Regions from separate parts of the Pan troglodytes genome. Here regions 2 and 3 are each linked to region 1. Evidence: chromatin contacts called from public HiChIP or PLAC-seq data. All regions are on one chromosome and are shown on one strand. The core of a region is the stretch at or near the end of the contact, and the rest is flanking DNA. Distances in the headings are between cores, read along the strand shown. Region 1 holds the start of PAK4 (p21 (RAC1) activated kinase 4). Region 2 holds the start of MED29 (mediator complex subunit 29). Region 3 holds the start of PLEKHG2 (pleckstrin homology and RhoGEF domain containing G2).

Region 1 (4,570 bases), core at 767-3,266:
GACCAGGAGTTCGAGACCATCCTGGCCAACATGGGGAAGCCCCGTCTCTACTAAAAATACAAAAATTAGCCGGGCATGGTGGCAGGCGCCCAGGAGTCGTTTGAACTCTGGAGGCGGAGGTTGCAGTGAGCCAAGATCATGCTACTACACTCCAGCCTGGGTGACAAAGTGAGATTCTGTCAAAAGAAAGAGGAAAGAAAGAAGTAAGGAAGGAAGGAAGGAAAGAAAAAGAAAGAAAGAAAAAGAAAGAAAATTAGCCGGTGTGGTGGCTTATGCCTGTAGTCCCAGCTACTTGAGAGGCTAGGTTGGAAGGATCACTTGAGCCCAGGAGTTTCAGACTGCAATCCTGCCTGGGCGACAGAGTAAGACTCCTATCTAAAAACAAACAAATAAACAAACAAAAAAAAGAATGAACAAATAAAAAGAAAAAAGGTAGGTAAATATAAAGAAAAATTAACTCATCTTTCAATCATTCATTCATTGTTGCCACCGACATTAGTAGAAATTAATTAAATGCCTACTATGTGGCTGTTCTGGGGCAGAGGAGAAGCACCAAACATTTAAGAGTATCTCTGAAGGGGTGGAATTACCACGCATTCAAACAGCCCTTCCACCAATGTTTACTGAGCATCTACATGCCAACAGTGCTGGGGCACTGGGAATGCAGCAGTGAACAAAGACAGAAATCCATGTTGTCATGGGGCTGACATTCCAGCAGAGGAGACAACCAACAAGCAATAACTACAATTAGCAGTGAGAAATAAGAACAAAGCAGACAGAGTTTGGTAGTATGTGAGAGGGATGTTTGCTGCTTTCCTTAGGGTGAGCGAGGGAATTAGTTCACAGAGAAAGTGACATCTGTCTAAAGCCCTGAGAAAAGGGAGGGAGAGATAAGGATACCTGGGGGAAGAGTATGTTCCAGGCAGAGGAACAACCAATGCAAAGACTGTGAGGTGAGAGCGCACCTGACAAGAGTTCAGGAACAGCATGAAGGCTGGAGTCCAGTGAATAAGATCCAGGAGGAGAGATGTCTGGCTGGGCGCGGTGGCTCACGCCTGCAATCCCAGCACTTTGGGAGGCCGAGGCAGGAGTATAGTTTGAGCCCAGGAGTTCGAGACCAGCCTGGCCAACACAACAAAACTCTCTCTTTAAAAATAAAAGAAAAAGGCCAGCTTGGTGGCTCACACGTGTAATCCCAGCACTCTGGGAGGCCGAGGTGGATAGATCACCTGAGGTCAGGAGTTCGAGACCAGCCTGGCCAACATGGTGAAACGCTGTCTCTACTAAAAATACAAAAAATTAGCTGGGTGTGGTGGTGGACGCCTGTAATTCCAGCTACTCAGGAGGCTGAGGCAGGAGAATCTCTTGAACCCGGGAGGCGGAGGTTGCAGTGAGCTGAGATCGCGCCATTGCACTCCAGCCTGGGCAACAAGAGCGAAACTCTGTCTCAAGACAAATAAATAAGTAAAAATAAAATTAAAAAAAATTTTTAAAGAAGATGTCTGCTGTTTGTTTCCAGTATTTTGACCAATTACTTCGTAAAAACTTATTTAAAAATTGAAGAGCAAACAGTCTCAGGTTCCCGGGCTCAGACAGACCAGCGTTCAAAACTCATTACCTTCTTTCTATGATGCTAAGCCAGCTATTTCACCCTCTGAACCTCTGTTTCTTTATCTGTAAAATGGGTATTAATGATATTATACCACAGGGTTGTATATGCAGCGAGAAAATGCAAGTAAAGCACTTATCCCGGTGCCTGCCTCCTAGTAAGTGCTTAAGAACTGTTTCTGCCCATTAACTCATTACTTTCTCCCAGCCCCTAACTCCTGCTGGGGGGGAAGTTAGAAAATCAGTATCACACGAAAACAGTCATTTCCCCTTTAAGGACCTCAGTGGGCCCGGGAGCCAGCCTTCCCGCACCTTTTCCAAAATTTCCAATCCCCGCTTGGCATTTTCTGCCCGAAGGTCTCCGATTGGACGCTCTGTACCAATCGGAGGCTGGAGCGGGCCCTGAGAGGCGCCCGACTCCGCCCCCGCACTGGCCCTGCCCACTGCCCGGTCAGCCTCGTTGCTATGGGGACTGGTGGGCGGTGAGGGGGGAAAGCCCCGGATGTTCGTTGGGGATTCAACATGGCGGCGGGAGTGGCCGCGGTGGTGGCGGTGCAAGAGAGCTGAGGGAGGCGCGAGGGCGCGGAGTTCCAGGCCGAGCAGTTAGGCCGCGAGCGACTGCGGCGCCGAGCCGGTAGGATAAGGGGTCCGGCCAGGGGCTTGCGGTGGGCCGGGCGCTGGCGGCGGGACGGCGTTTCCGCGAGGAGGGGGGCGGGGCCGCCGGGGTCAAAGGTCACTGGTGGAGGGAAGGGTCGCGTCCGAGGGATCGGGGGTTAACGCAGACTGGAGGGAGTTGTAGTGGAGGTCGGAGATCAAACAGCGAAGGGGGCGTGGCGAAGGGGAGTGCAAAGTTTGAAATTCGAAGTGGGGGCGCGTTCGAGGGGATCTGGGCGAGTCTCAAAAAAGGCAGGGTCAAAGTTAATAATTTGAGGGAAGGCTGCCCCCACGAGGGTCAGAGGTCACAGCCCCAGGGGCGCCAGGTTGGAGGTTTAAAGCTGCCCCCAGCGGAGCAGATGAATGAGTTTTAGGTTCGGGGGCGTCTTTTAGGGGTTCAAAGCTGGGGCGTGCCTAGAAGGTACAAAGGTGAGAATCTGACAGCGGGGCAGCTGTTTCCCAGAGTCAAAAATTAAAACCCAAGGAGGGCGTATTGCAGGGGACGGGGGGGGCGGGGCATCCAGGGGCGGGGTCAGAGATGCTTCCTGGTGACAGGAGAAGGGGGAACCCTCCCACAAATAATAATGGCAAACACTCATGAAACACTATGGGCTAGACCCTCTTTTTAACGTTTTACTTGTATTAGCTTATTCAGTCCTCACTGTAGTCTTAGGGGGTCTTAACCTGGTATTAAGAGGTTAAGTGATTTGCACAAGGTCACCCGATGCATAAGTTGTGCGCTGGGATTCTAACTCCGGAGTTCTGGCCCAGAGCCCTGCTCTGGCCGACCGCCTCTCAAATCATCATAATGTCGGTTAATGTTTAATGAGGGCTCACACTGTGCTCCACGCCCTGTGTGCCCGGTCGTATTTCACTCCTGCTGCAATCTTGTGAAGTGAGTGCTCAAGATGAACCTACTTTACAGACGGGAAAAATGAGGCTCAGAAGCTTCTGCTGAAGGCAGAGTTAGAATCGAAGCTGGGCCTGGGTGATTCCAGGGCCCCTGCCCCTGGTCGCCACATTGTCCGGTGCCAGCCATTAGGTCTCTCCTGGAAGCAGGGGGCTGGGCAGGGCTGGGCCACTCCCTGGGTGGATCGGATTGTCTGCTTGGTTTCCTTGGAAGGGTGTGATCTGACAGGGAAGATTCCTGTGAGCCTATGGGAGTAGGGTGTTTGTAGGTGGTCTGGAGTCCGAGCAAGGGAGTCCGACGGGCTTCTGACTGGGGAGTGTGTCCCTGGGTGGTACCCTGGGCAGAGCGGGGTGTTCACTGTTCTTAAAACCCTAAGCTCTCACTGTGGTCCTCAGTCACTCCCACCTCACTTCTTATGGCTCTGCCCATTTCTCCCCAGCCCCTTTACTGTTCTCCAACTCCAGGCCCATGCCTCCCGCCCGGTCTTTGACCTTCCTGTTCCTTCTGCTGGGAATCCTTTCCCCACCCTGCCCTCTCTCACTGACGGGTCGCTCACTCTCAGCTGGCCCAGGACCACCCTGGCTCGCACTTGCTGCAGGCTCTTGTTCTCTCATCTGCCCAGCCCTTACCTCCCTCCTTACCTTAATTATTAGGGTGCATGGAGGAATTGCTCTGTGGGGTTCCTTGCCTCCGTCCCCACTGAAGCCCTGCCTGGCCTGCAGAGGATGTGACATTGCTGGGGGTTGACTGTTGGGCACTGTGCCGGGTGCTGGGAGTGTGGCAGGGGACGAGATCCACAGAGCCCCTAGCCTCAGAGGGCACTCAGTTCCCTGGTGGGAGCAGAGTGGAACCAGCCCCCAAGCCAGTGACACAAGACTGCGTCTCTGCAAACGGTGATGTGGCTTGCGAGGGCATCTTCAGAGAGCCGGGAGAGTGCCCCTACCCTGGGCTGAAGCCTGAGTCCCTTTCCCCTGGGAAGGCTCTGAAGGATGGGGAGGAGGGCTGGGAATGGGCTTACCAGGCAGGAGGAGCAGTGTGTGCAGAGGCCCTGGCATGACTGGAGGTCAGGACTCGGGTGCACAATTGGGGATCTGGGCAACACGTAGCCTGTGCAGGTTCAGGGCAAGACCCTGAGGGGACTCAGCCTTGAAGGGACGGTGGGAGCAGGGGAGGGCTGAGGAGTACCTGTATGTGTGGAGCTGCGTGAGGCCGTGATGGAGCGTGGTTCAGAAAGCAGTGCTGGGCCAGGGATGCCTGGTACACACCCCTCTCCATCACTCACAGAGCATGTGAGGACCTCCGTTTCCACTTCTGCAAGATGGGCATAGTGTTAGCGCTGCCTCATAGAATTGCTGTGAGGATGCAGGCTAGAGAGCCTTGGCCCAAGGCCCGGCATAC
Region 2 (4,719 bases), core at 2,063-4,562, 270 kb after region 1:
AATCACTTGAACCCAGGAAGCGGAGGTTGCAGTGGGCTGAGATCACACCACTGCACTCTGGCCTGGGCAACAGAGCGAGACTCCATCTCAAAAAAAAAGATTTTTTTTCTGGCTCCTCCTGTTAGAACCAAGTCCAGCTCATGTGCATGACCAGACATCTGCTGCTCTTGTTTACCAATGCATATGACAAATTCTTAGGTACAAATGACCTCCAAGGTGGCTCTTGCATGCCCCAGGGTCTTAAGAAGCACAGATCCAGGCTAATCAGATAGGAGTGTGCTGAGTACCTGGTTTCCAACTCATTGTAGTAAACCCCGTCACCCTCTCGGAAGATGAAGAAGTAGTTTTCCTCATAGCCCTTGCTAGCTTTGTTCTTCACGTTCCAGTTGTACTCCCGAGCAATTTTGTAGTCATACCTGAGGATGAGGGCACAGGTTCAGCCCCATTTCTTCCCTATCCCAATCCCCAAAACTTCCCAATCCCCAAAACTTAACCGCAACCCACGCACACATCATCTGGTGCATAGTCCATCTCCTCCTCCTGGTCCCGCTTTCGTTTCTTCAACGTCTCTTCTACAGGCAGGAAATAGGCCACAAACTGGTTCCCTTCCTCATCCATCATGCCCCTGGTTGGGGGAAAAGGAGTAGCAATGAAGTGTGAGGACAAGAGGCAGCAAGGAGCAGGCCAAGGTGGACAGCAGGACCACCTACCTAATCATGGCCTGAGACATCATCTCCAACGCAGCTGCACCACTTGTGTCCTTGGGGGCTGGGTCTGAGTCAAAGATCACCTGAGCACATGGATTGATCCACATCTAGGGAGATGGAGGCACTGGGGTTAGATGGGAACAGGCACAAATAGGCTGTCCCTTTCTACCTCCCACCTTGGGCCTGACCTTAAAGTCTGGGAAGACAGGCATGACCTCCACCGGTGTGACTCGGGGTTTGCTGTAATGCTGTGAGATCTGGTGGGACAAAAACAGGGTGAGGAGGAGCTCTGCAGCCGCACCCTTGCCTCTCCCCATCCCAGTCCCTCAATTACTGATTTCTGGGCATCCTCAAAAGTCTTCTCAATGGCTGTGATCTGGCTATCCCTGTCTTTGTATATTTCTTCCTCGGTAAACTGCTGCTTCACAGAAACCCCAATCCTAGGAATGAAGAAAAAGGTCCTTAGGGGCCACTGGACACACCTAATATCTCCACCTTCCCTCTCTTCCTGTTAGTAACTTACTTGACCTCAGGCTTCTCATTGGAGATGCCATAACGGTTGAACTCAGTGGAGATGTACTCTGTCTTTCGCATCCATGGCACCACCTTCGCGTGCTGCTGGGATCTGGGGTGGGAAATCAGGTATCTCAGGACCCCACCGCCCTCCTGCTTGTAGGGCCCACCTGAGCCAGTCTCCAGTACCCATTTGCTACCCACTTACCTCTTGGAGCTGGTGGGGGCCTGAATCTCCTCTTCCAAAAGTTTCTCATCAGCTGGATCTAGAAGAACTAGAGGAGAGCGGGGGGCAGGAGGACCATGAGGGAGGCCCAGGCCTGAGCCTTTGCTGACCTAGAGCAGACCCTCCCTGTCTCCCCACACACCATTGGGGTCGATGCGGTAGGTGTCAGGATTGATGAGATCGATGGTGACCCCCAGGTCTGGCTCAGTCAGGAGGTCATGTTTGTGCTGTTTCTCCAAGGAAGTGGCTTTGTACTGGACGAACCTGGGTGGGGAAACACCTATTATGGTGTTTGGATTCCAGCTTCACCCCTCACAGCCCTGCTTCCCAGAGGCGGAGCTTCTCTGGGGAGGAACTCAGAATGAAGTGTCCCCCATGGCAGAGTCTGAAAGCTGGCTCCCCAGTGGGAAGGGACTTGGACACTGCTTGCTCCATTAACAATTGAGCAGCTACTACTATGTGCTAGGGTAGGTACTGTGCTAGGCCCTGAGCAGACAGCAGCCAACAAGACAAGCAGTCCCTGCCTTCAAGGAACTCATACCGGAGTAGTTTTCCCATTCCTTAGTCTCACCTGTTCTGGTCGAAGGGGTAGGTGATGAACTTGGGGTCGAAGGGGATATCAGGGAGGCTATTGCAGTACTTGACTCGGCAGACCACTCCAGACCTAGGAACATTAGTGGCTCAAAAGTGGGCCCCCGCTGCCCCACCTCTGCTCCCAGCCCCACTGCCCCACCGCTCCTGGGAAAGCACAGTGGGGCTCACCTCTCAGGCAGAGTCCGGTGGGAATTGGGCCTAGTGGAGAAGAAAGAAACAGTGATAGGTGGAGAGGACGGGATTGACAGGAGAATGAAAAAGGTTTCCCCAACCTTTCAAAAGGTAGAAGGAGGGGTGACAAATGCTGGTTTCTTTCGGTGGTGTTGTGGGGGGTGTCCAAATGCTTTAATGGAAGGAGACAAATGTTCAATTTATTTAGGAAGAAATGCCCCCAAAAGCTTTAATGAACAAGGCCAAGTGCTCAATCCCTTTTGCAGGAGATGGCTTCAAGTGCTTTAATAAAGAACTATGTACTCAATCGTCTTCGGAAGAGGGGTCTCCAAACGCTTGACTGGAGGGATCCCTTCTGGAGGGAGTCTCCAAAAGCCTAATCCCTGAACTGCACGGCGGGGAGGAGGGGAACACCTGAATCTCAGAAGGAACCCACCCCCTTCGTCAAAGGTGAGCGCTTCATGACGTCACGGGCAGACCTGGGGGCTGGTGACGTTGTTCAGCAGAAACCCTCTCCCGATCCCCCGCCTTGCTGCAACAGAAAAGCGTGGCGCCTACCTGTGGCCATCCTCCCGCTGGGCCTGGGTCTGGATGGTGGGCGCCATAGCGACGAGGCGACGGCAGCCCGGACGGGGTCCTAGCGGGACCGAAGGGGGACGCAGAGGGGCGTGCCGACTTCAGGGGACGCCTGATCCGAGGAAGGCCCAGCTTGGCGCCGCTCCCCGCGGAAAGTGGGTTGAGATGAGGTGGGCGGGCGAGAAGAGCTCCAGCGAGACTCAGGTGAACGCGCAGGCAGCACCGGGGACGGACTCGAAGCTCCGGTTCCACCAACTGCCGCCAAGACGCTGAGGACCCAACGGGTCTCCTCAGGCCGCGACGCCTTCGGGGAAATGAAGTCCGGATCGGAACCACACACGGATTGGCGAGCGTCTGGGTGAAGGGCGGAGCGAGGGAGAGAGCTGCTTCTGTGATTGGTGGAAAGATATCTCAGTCTGGACCCCAGATTTGAGAGTGACGTAACGTTGGGGCACTTCCTTCCTCTCCATTGGCTTAATTGCCTAGGAGGCGGGACTAACTAGCAAACGGGGACTAGAAATAGGGATGCTGAAAAGCAACGGGGAGAGACGCAGTCGTAACGCACTTCCGGCGGCCTACGCGAGGAAGATGGCTGCATCCCAGCAGCAAGCTTCAGCGGCTTCCTCAGCTGCTGGTGTATCGGGTCCTAGTTCGGCTGGCGGCCCGGGTCCCCAGCAGCAGCCGCAACCGCCAGCACAACTGGTGGGCCCTGCCCAGAGCGGCCTCCTGCAGCAACAGCAACAGGACTTCGATCCTGTGCAGCGTTATAAGATGCTCATCCCGCAGCTGAAGGAGAGTCTACAGGTGATTGGCCTTAAGCAGCGAGAAGCAAACTGGATTTGGTAGTCTAGAGGGACAGGCCGAGGGCCTGGTTAGTCGGAGAGAGCGCTAAGCAGAAAGAGGAGTAGAACCTGCTGTTTTGGCCTGGCTGGCGCACGCCTGTGTTCCCAGCACTTTGGGAGGCCGAGGCGGGCGGATCACTTGAGGTCAGGAGTTCAAGACCAGCCTGGTGAAACCCCGGCTCTACTAAAAATACAAAAATTAGCCGGGCATGGTGGCGCGCACCTGTAATTACAGCTACTCGGGAAGCTGAGGCAGGAGAATCGCTTGAACCCAGGAGGCGGAGGTTGCAGTGAGCCGACATCGTGCCATTGCACTCCAGCCTGGGCAACAGAGCGAGACTCCGTCAAAATAAATAAATAAATAAATAAAACTGTTGTTTTCTGCGAGACCTAAGCGAAGCTCGGCAGAGATGGGATCAGCGCTGATGCTGAGGCTGGGACTGGCCGGAGCTTGAGTGAGGGGTTGTTTAAAGGAGAAACTGGGCTCTGGTCGTTAAAGCCTGAGGAGAGTACTGGCTTATACGGAGATTCTGCCCTTGATTGATAGGTGAGGGAGGACCCTTAGGTTATTGGCGAGAAGCTCAGGTGAGAGCGGGCCTCTGGGAGGATGGAGTGGTGACAGCTATAGAAATGGAAACGAATATTACTTTGGAAAGTCAGGAGGGAAGGTGCCAGTTGAAAAGAAAACCTGAGACTGAGTGATCTTAAGAAAGAGTGTAGATCTGCCAGAGGTATTCCCTTTTGTTTTTCCATTTCCCACGTGTTTTGTTTTTGTTTTGACTAGACCTTGATGAAGGTTGCAGCCCAAAACTTGATTCAGAACACTAACATCGACAATGGACAGTGAGTGCAGCCCCCTTTACCAGGATATTCTATTGCCTTCCCAGTCTTTGAAATTCATCTTTCCTTCTCCTGCTCCCCGCCCACCTCACCTTCTATATTTACTTTTTTTTTTTTTTTTTTTTTTTTTTTTGAGACAGGGTCTCCCTCTGTCACCCAGGCTGGACTACAGTGGCACGATCTTGGCTCATTGCAGCCTTGAACACCTGAGTTAGGAGATCCTCTTGCCTCAGCCTCCCAAGTAGCCAGG
Region 3 (4,512 bases), core at 1,425-3,924, 290 kb after region 1:
GTCTCAAGAGGCTAGGATCTCAACATTTGGGAGTCACAGGTTGCATCCCCTAGCGCTTTAGACTCTAGACCCCTGGTGGCTCGGAGTTGCAGATTTCTGGCCACCCGGGACCCTGGAGCCCGGGAATTACCGGGTCTTGGCATTTCCGAACCTTGGAAGTCCGAGGCTTCGCACACCAACCAGGGTCGGCCCCGCGAGGCCAGGGCGTGTGGGTAGGGGCCGCGCGTCTAGGAGGGGCCCCGGGGGAGCCGCGTCTTCAGACCATACAAGGCCAGCGGCGTCGGGACCAACCCCGGGGCCCCGCGCCCGGAAGCCGCCCTGCGTCAGCGCCTGCGGCTCGGCCCTGCCGCCCAGCCTTCGCCCCCTGCGACCCCTCTTCTTTCTCCTTGCCCCGCACTCCTCCCTCCTCCCTCTCACTTCCCTCTTCTCTCCTTTCCCTACCCTCACCCTTCCTCCTCTTTTTCACTTCCTCCTCTGCACCCTTCTGCCCCGCCCTACACCCTTTGCCTTCTGTTCTTCTCTCCCCCTCCAATTTGTCCCCTCCCTCATTACTCCTCTCCCCCTACTTCCAGCCTCCCCATCCTGCCGTCTCTTACCCCCTTTCTCCTCCTTCCCGTCTCCCTTCTCTCCCTTTTTCCGTCCTTCCTTCCCTCTCCACCCTTTCCTTGCCCTCCCACTCCCCATTGTCCTCTTCCCCTCCTCCCCCTAGCCTTACTCCTTCTCCTCTTCTCTCTCCCTCTGCAGCCCCTTTCCCTCCTCTCCCTTCTCTCTACCCTCCTCAAGCCTCCCTCCTGCTCTCAGGCCTCCTTGGCCCACTCCGCTTGCTCACTGACCTTTGGTCTCCTCTTCCAGGAAACTGCTTCCCTTGTGGGAAAGGGCTCAGGCCCTAATAAGTAGAAGAGGATCAGGCGAGAGGGAGTCAGAACCCCTGAGATGCAAAGGCAGCAGAGGGGCAGAGACCAAGAGCAAGCAGTGAAGAGACATTTGCAGAAACAGTCTTGGAGACTGAAAGAACAACATCTCTGGTCCTTCCTTTAGCCAGATCTGATTCTCTGCCCCTTCCCCAAAAAATCCCTCATATAAGAAAACGGCACCTCTCACCATCTACCAGGGCTTAAGCCAGACACCCAGGAGTATCCCTTGACACCTTGTTCTCAAATCCACACCCCAGTCCAACAGCAATCCTGTCTGATCCACCTGCAAAATAGATCCACTATCCACCTGCCCCCACCATGACCCCCACCCTGGTCCTAGCCAACATCGTCTGCCATTTGCATCTTCGTAGCAGCCCCAGCCCCAGTCTCTGCTCTAGCCCCTGCCTTCAGTCTCTCCTTTCCCCACTCCCCCACGAGACAACCAAAGGAAGCCTGTTATGAGACCTGAGTCAGGTCACATAAAAGTCAAAGTCCGAAGTCCTCCCCACAGCCCACACAGTCTGGCAACCATCGCTTACCCTCCCCCTTGGCCACTCTGCTCCAGTCACACTGGCCTCCTAGCTGCTCTACCAAGTCTGGTCTGCTTCATCCATAGGAGCTTTGCACTAGCTGTTCCCTCTGCCTGAACACTCCCCTGGTGTCCCCATGGCTCACTCCCCTCCTTCAGGTCTCTGCTCAAAAGTTGCCTTCTCTGTGAGATCCTCCCTGACCACTGCTGTTGCAATCCACACCCCACCTCCAACTACCCCATCCTCCCTACCTTACTCGACTTTTTCCATGACATTTATCATCACCACCTAACATTAAAATGTACTTAATTCTTATGTTGACAGCCATCTGCCTCCCCACTAGAATGTCGCGTCCTCAGGGGCAGGAACTACTTGTTCACTGCTGTATTACACACAGCTAAAGGAAGCCAGGCATAGTGAATGTTCAATATTTATTGAAAAAACAAGTCGACTCGAAAACATAGTTTTCCTTTTCAACAGAGGTCGAAAACTCCAAGACAGATAGCTATGTTCATCTGTAAAGGAGGCATTAAAAAGACAGAAATACGGAGGAGGCAGAGTCATATACAGTTTGCCGAGGACCCACATCTCTACAGAAGTCAAACTATTTGCACACAATTCCATGCCCAGAGCATCTAATAAGAGACGATACCCCCACCTGGTGGCTGGGACGGAAACGGCACCTTCCTACAATACAGAACACCCAAAGGACCGTCGCCAAAGCCCTAGGAGTCTTTTGAGCCCAATAATTCAAAAGATAGAAACGTTCATTCATCTAAGTGATGTAGATGTTTTGGTTGGTTTATTAGATGTATAAGTTTATAAAAACTGATGGGGAAAAAAAGTGCTCCAGGTGAGGATCGAACTCACAACCTCGGCATTGCTCCGCTCGCACTGTCATATAAGTACCGCGCGCTAACCGATTGCGCCACTGGAGCTCCGGCCGCACCCCTGCGCCGGGGAATTCTTCAGTGGTTCATAGCCACGTGACCTCACCGGAGGGTCCCGCCTTGTGTTATATATGCAAATTAAAAATTTTGCATTGACCAATAGGAGACAGGCATTGCCAGTTCCGGATTCTCACGCCTCGCGGCCCTTGCTGTAAAAGGGAAAAGTCCGCGAGGCGTTTGGAATGTAGGGGTGTCGCCTACCAGAAGGACACGCCTCCTCATGAATATTCAAAACAAGGGGTGGGGTCTTAACCCTTCGCTGGCGGGTCGGCCGGAAGGCAGCCCCTCCCCCCCCGCAGGCGGGAACAGGATGTGAGCCCCGGCGACAGCGGGGGAGGGGAAGCCCCGGGCGACCGCCCCCCGCCTCACAGCTGGGATCGGACTCTCCCGCCCCAGATGTGGCGCCGCCGCCGTCACACGAGCCCCGTGACACCCAGCCGGGAGCCCGAGGGGTCCAGAGGCTCGGACCCGGGCGTCCGGAATTTCTGCACCGCATCCCGAGAGACCCCGAGGTCCAGACCCCGGCGCCCAGGCTGGAGGACTTGAGCCATCCAGGTGCGCAGCGCCCCCTCCTGGAGCAGCCGGGAGCCCGGACGTCACCCCGCGGGACCCTGGAGGCCGAGCGCCCCGTATCCCCGTTTCAAGAACTCAGGATCCAGGACCGCAGACTCCCTCCAGGGCTCCGATCCCAAGACCCCGCGTTGGAGGAACTTGAGATCCGGACTTCTAAGCGCCCCAACCAGTTTCGGGCTGCAGCGGCCATCGCTTCAAGGGGACCCAGGACTTTGGGACCCCCCTGTGCTCCCACCTGGAGGGAGTTTCATTCCTGCCCGTAGAATTAGGGGAACTCAGAAATCCATCCCCCACCCCACGGCCCTACCTAGAAGACTTAGGAATGTGGGTCCCCAGCGCCGCCATCTGAGACTCCAGAGTCGAGGCTCCTAGCATCCCCCACGTAGAACACTGAGAAATTCCGACTGCGGGACCCCAGTCTCCGAGAGACCCCAGATTCTATTCCTGGAGCCTGAGAGCCCGAAGTTCACGCCCCTGAGTCTGGGCTCCGCACCTCCCTGGGGACCGCGTCGGGGTCGCGCAGGAGCCGGGCTGCCTCGAGCCGGGGCTGGAGGCTCCCCGGGAGGTGAGGGGGGAGGCGAGGGGCCCAGGCGGACTGGGGGAGGGGGCGGCGCCACTGCTGAACAATGAGGGGGCGTGCCGGCGGGGGGCGAGCCGAGGCGCCGGCGGGAGTTGGGGGCTGGAGGAGTGTGGGAAGGCGCTGGGGAGGCTGTGGCTGTGGGGACGGCGATCGGGGTTCGGAGAGACCGGCTGGAGGGGGTGCGAGGGCTCGGGGCCAGCGCCCCAGCGCGCAGCCCTCGGCGGGGGAGGGAGCCGTCTGCAGGACCCTGGCATCCGGTCCCCCAGCCTCCGCCCTCCCCTGGGACCCCGCGGCCTCCCGCCCACGGCTTTTCCCAGCCCTGCCCCTCGCCCTCCGCTCCAGCCGGAGCCCAAACGTTCCCAGGATCCCTAAGCCTCCGGCCCCAGAAAAACGGGACTCGCAGCTTCTGCGCCTCCTGCTCCGCTCACTCTTCTTTGTCTCAGCCTTTCCATCTTTTTCGCCAGGTTCTCTCTCCTTGTCCCCTTCTTTCTGTCACTTTGTGCCTCCCCCATTAGTTACTCCCAGGGGCCCCTCCCTGGATTTACACCACGCTCCTAATTCCCAGCCCCCATCTGTGAGTCTGGGCGGCGGAGAGGCCCATGGGGTCCTGATATCCAAGAAGGGGCTCTTTCTGCAGGACTCTGCTGGGCCGCTCAGCCATGCCTGAGGGAGCCCAAGGACTGAGCCTCTCCAAACCTAGCCCAAGCCTCGGGTGTGGCCGAAGAGGTGAAGTGTGTGACTGTGGCACCGTGTGTGAGACTCGGACAGGTGAGCCTAGAGGCAGGGGCGGAGCCTGTGGGGCTTTTATTCCTTGGCAATGCTGTCAAGGCAGGGTGATGGAGACAACCCCAGGCCAACTCGCACAAAGCTCCGAGTCTGGTGGGGAAGGCGGGCCCATCCCCAGGCAATGACAGGCCAGAGGGGGCAGCGCTGGGCAGAGTGGTCAGGGCTGTGATCGTGGATCC

What was found. HiChIP or PLAC-seq counts read pairs in DNA pulled down with a chosen protein or histone mark.
Region 2: a contact with region 1 is called in an H3K4me3 HiChIP or PLAC-seq map of stem cell-derived excitatory neurons, with 3 times the contacts expected there. The contact joins the promoter of MED29 here to the promoter of PAK4 in region 1. A contact is called at or near these places in 1 of 7 Hi-C or Micro-C datasets (stem cell-derived neural progenitor cells) and 1 of 1 datasets of contacts at active chromatin or transcription factors (stem cell-derived excitatory neurons).
Region 3: a contact with region 1 is called in an H3K4me3 HiChIP or PLAC-seq map of stem cell-derived excitatory neurons, with 4 times the contacts expected there. The contact joins the promoter of PLEKHG2 here to the promoter of PAK4 in region 1. A contact is called at or near these places in 1 of 7 Hi-C or Micro-C datasets (stem cell-derived neural progenitor cells) and 1 of 1 datasets of contacts at active chromatin or transcription factors (stem cell-derived excitatory neurons).

What each region holds. Positions count from the first base shown.
Region 1 is chr20:42,255,936-42,260,505 of NHGRI_mPanTro3-v2.0_pri, forward strand. It overlaps PAK4 (p21 (RAC1) activated kinase 4), which reads left to right and starts at 2,017. Exons shown (of 9, transcript XM_016935900.4): 1 at 2,017-2,242.
Region 2 is chr20:42,527,274-42,531,992 of NHGRI_mPanTro3-v2.0_pri, forward strand. It overlaps MED29 (mediator complex subunit 29), which reads left to right and starts at 3,313. Exons shown (of 4, transcript XM_016935917.3): 1 at 3,313-3,591; 2 at 4,414-4,472. The coding sequence starts at 3,313. PAF1 (PAF1 homolog, Paf1/RNA polymerase II complex component) reads right to left here and starts at 3,102. Exons shown (of 14, transcript NM_001280426.2): 1 at 2,770-3,102; 2 at 2,209-2,238; 3 at 2,018-2,110; 4 at 1,589-1,710; 5 at 1,429-1,495; 6 at 1,231-1,332; 7 at 1,042-1,147; 8 at 896-964; 9 at 711-814; 10 at 509-625; 11 at 288-416. The coding sequence starts at 2,816.
Region 3 is chr20:42,549,148-42,553,659 of NHGRI_mPanTro3-v2.0_pri, forward strand. It overlaps PLEKHG2 (pleckstrin homology and RhoGEF domain containing G2), which reads left to right and starts at 2,675. Exons shown (of 18, transcript XM_063801658.1): 1 at 2,675-3,532; 2 at 4,185-4,315. The coding sequence starts at 4,207. It overlaps TRNAI-UAU (transfer RNA isoleucine (anticodon UAU)), which reads right to left and starts at 2,382; the gene lies at 2,290-2,382.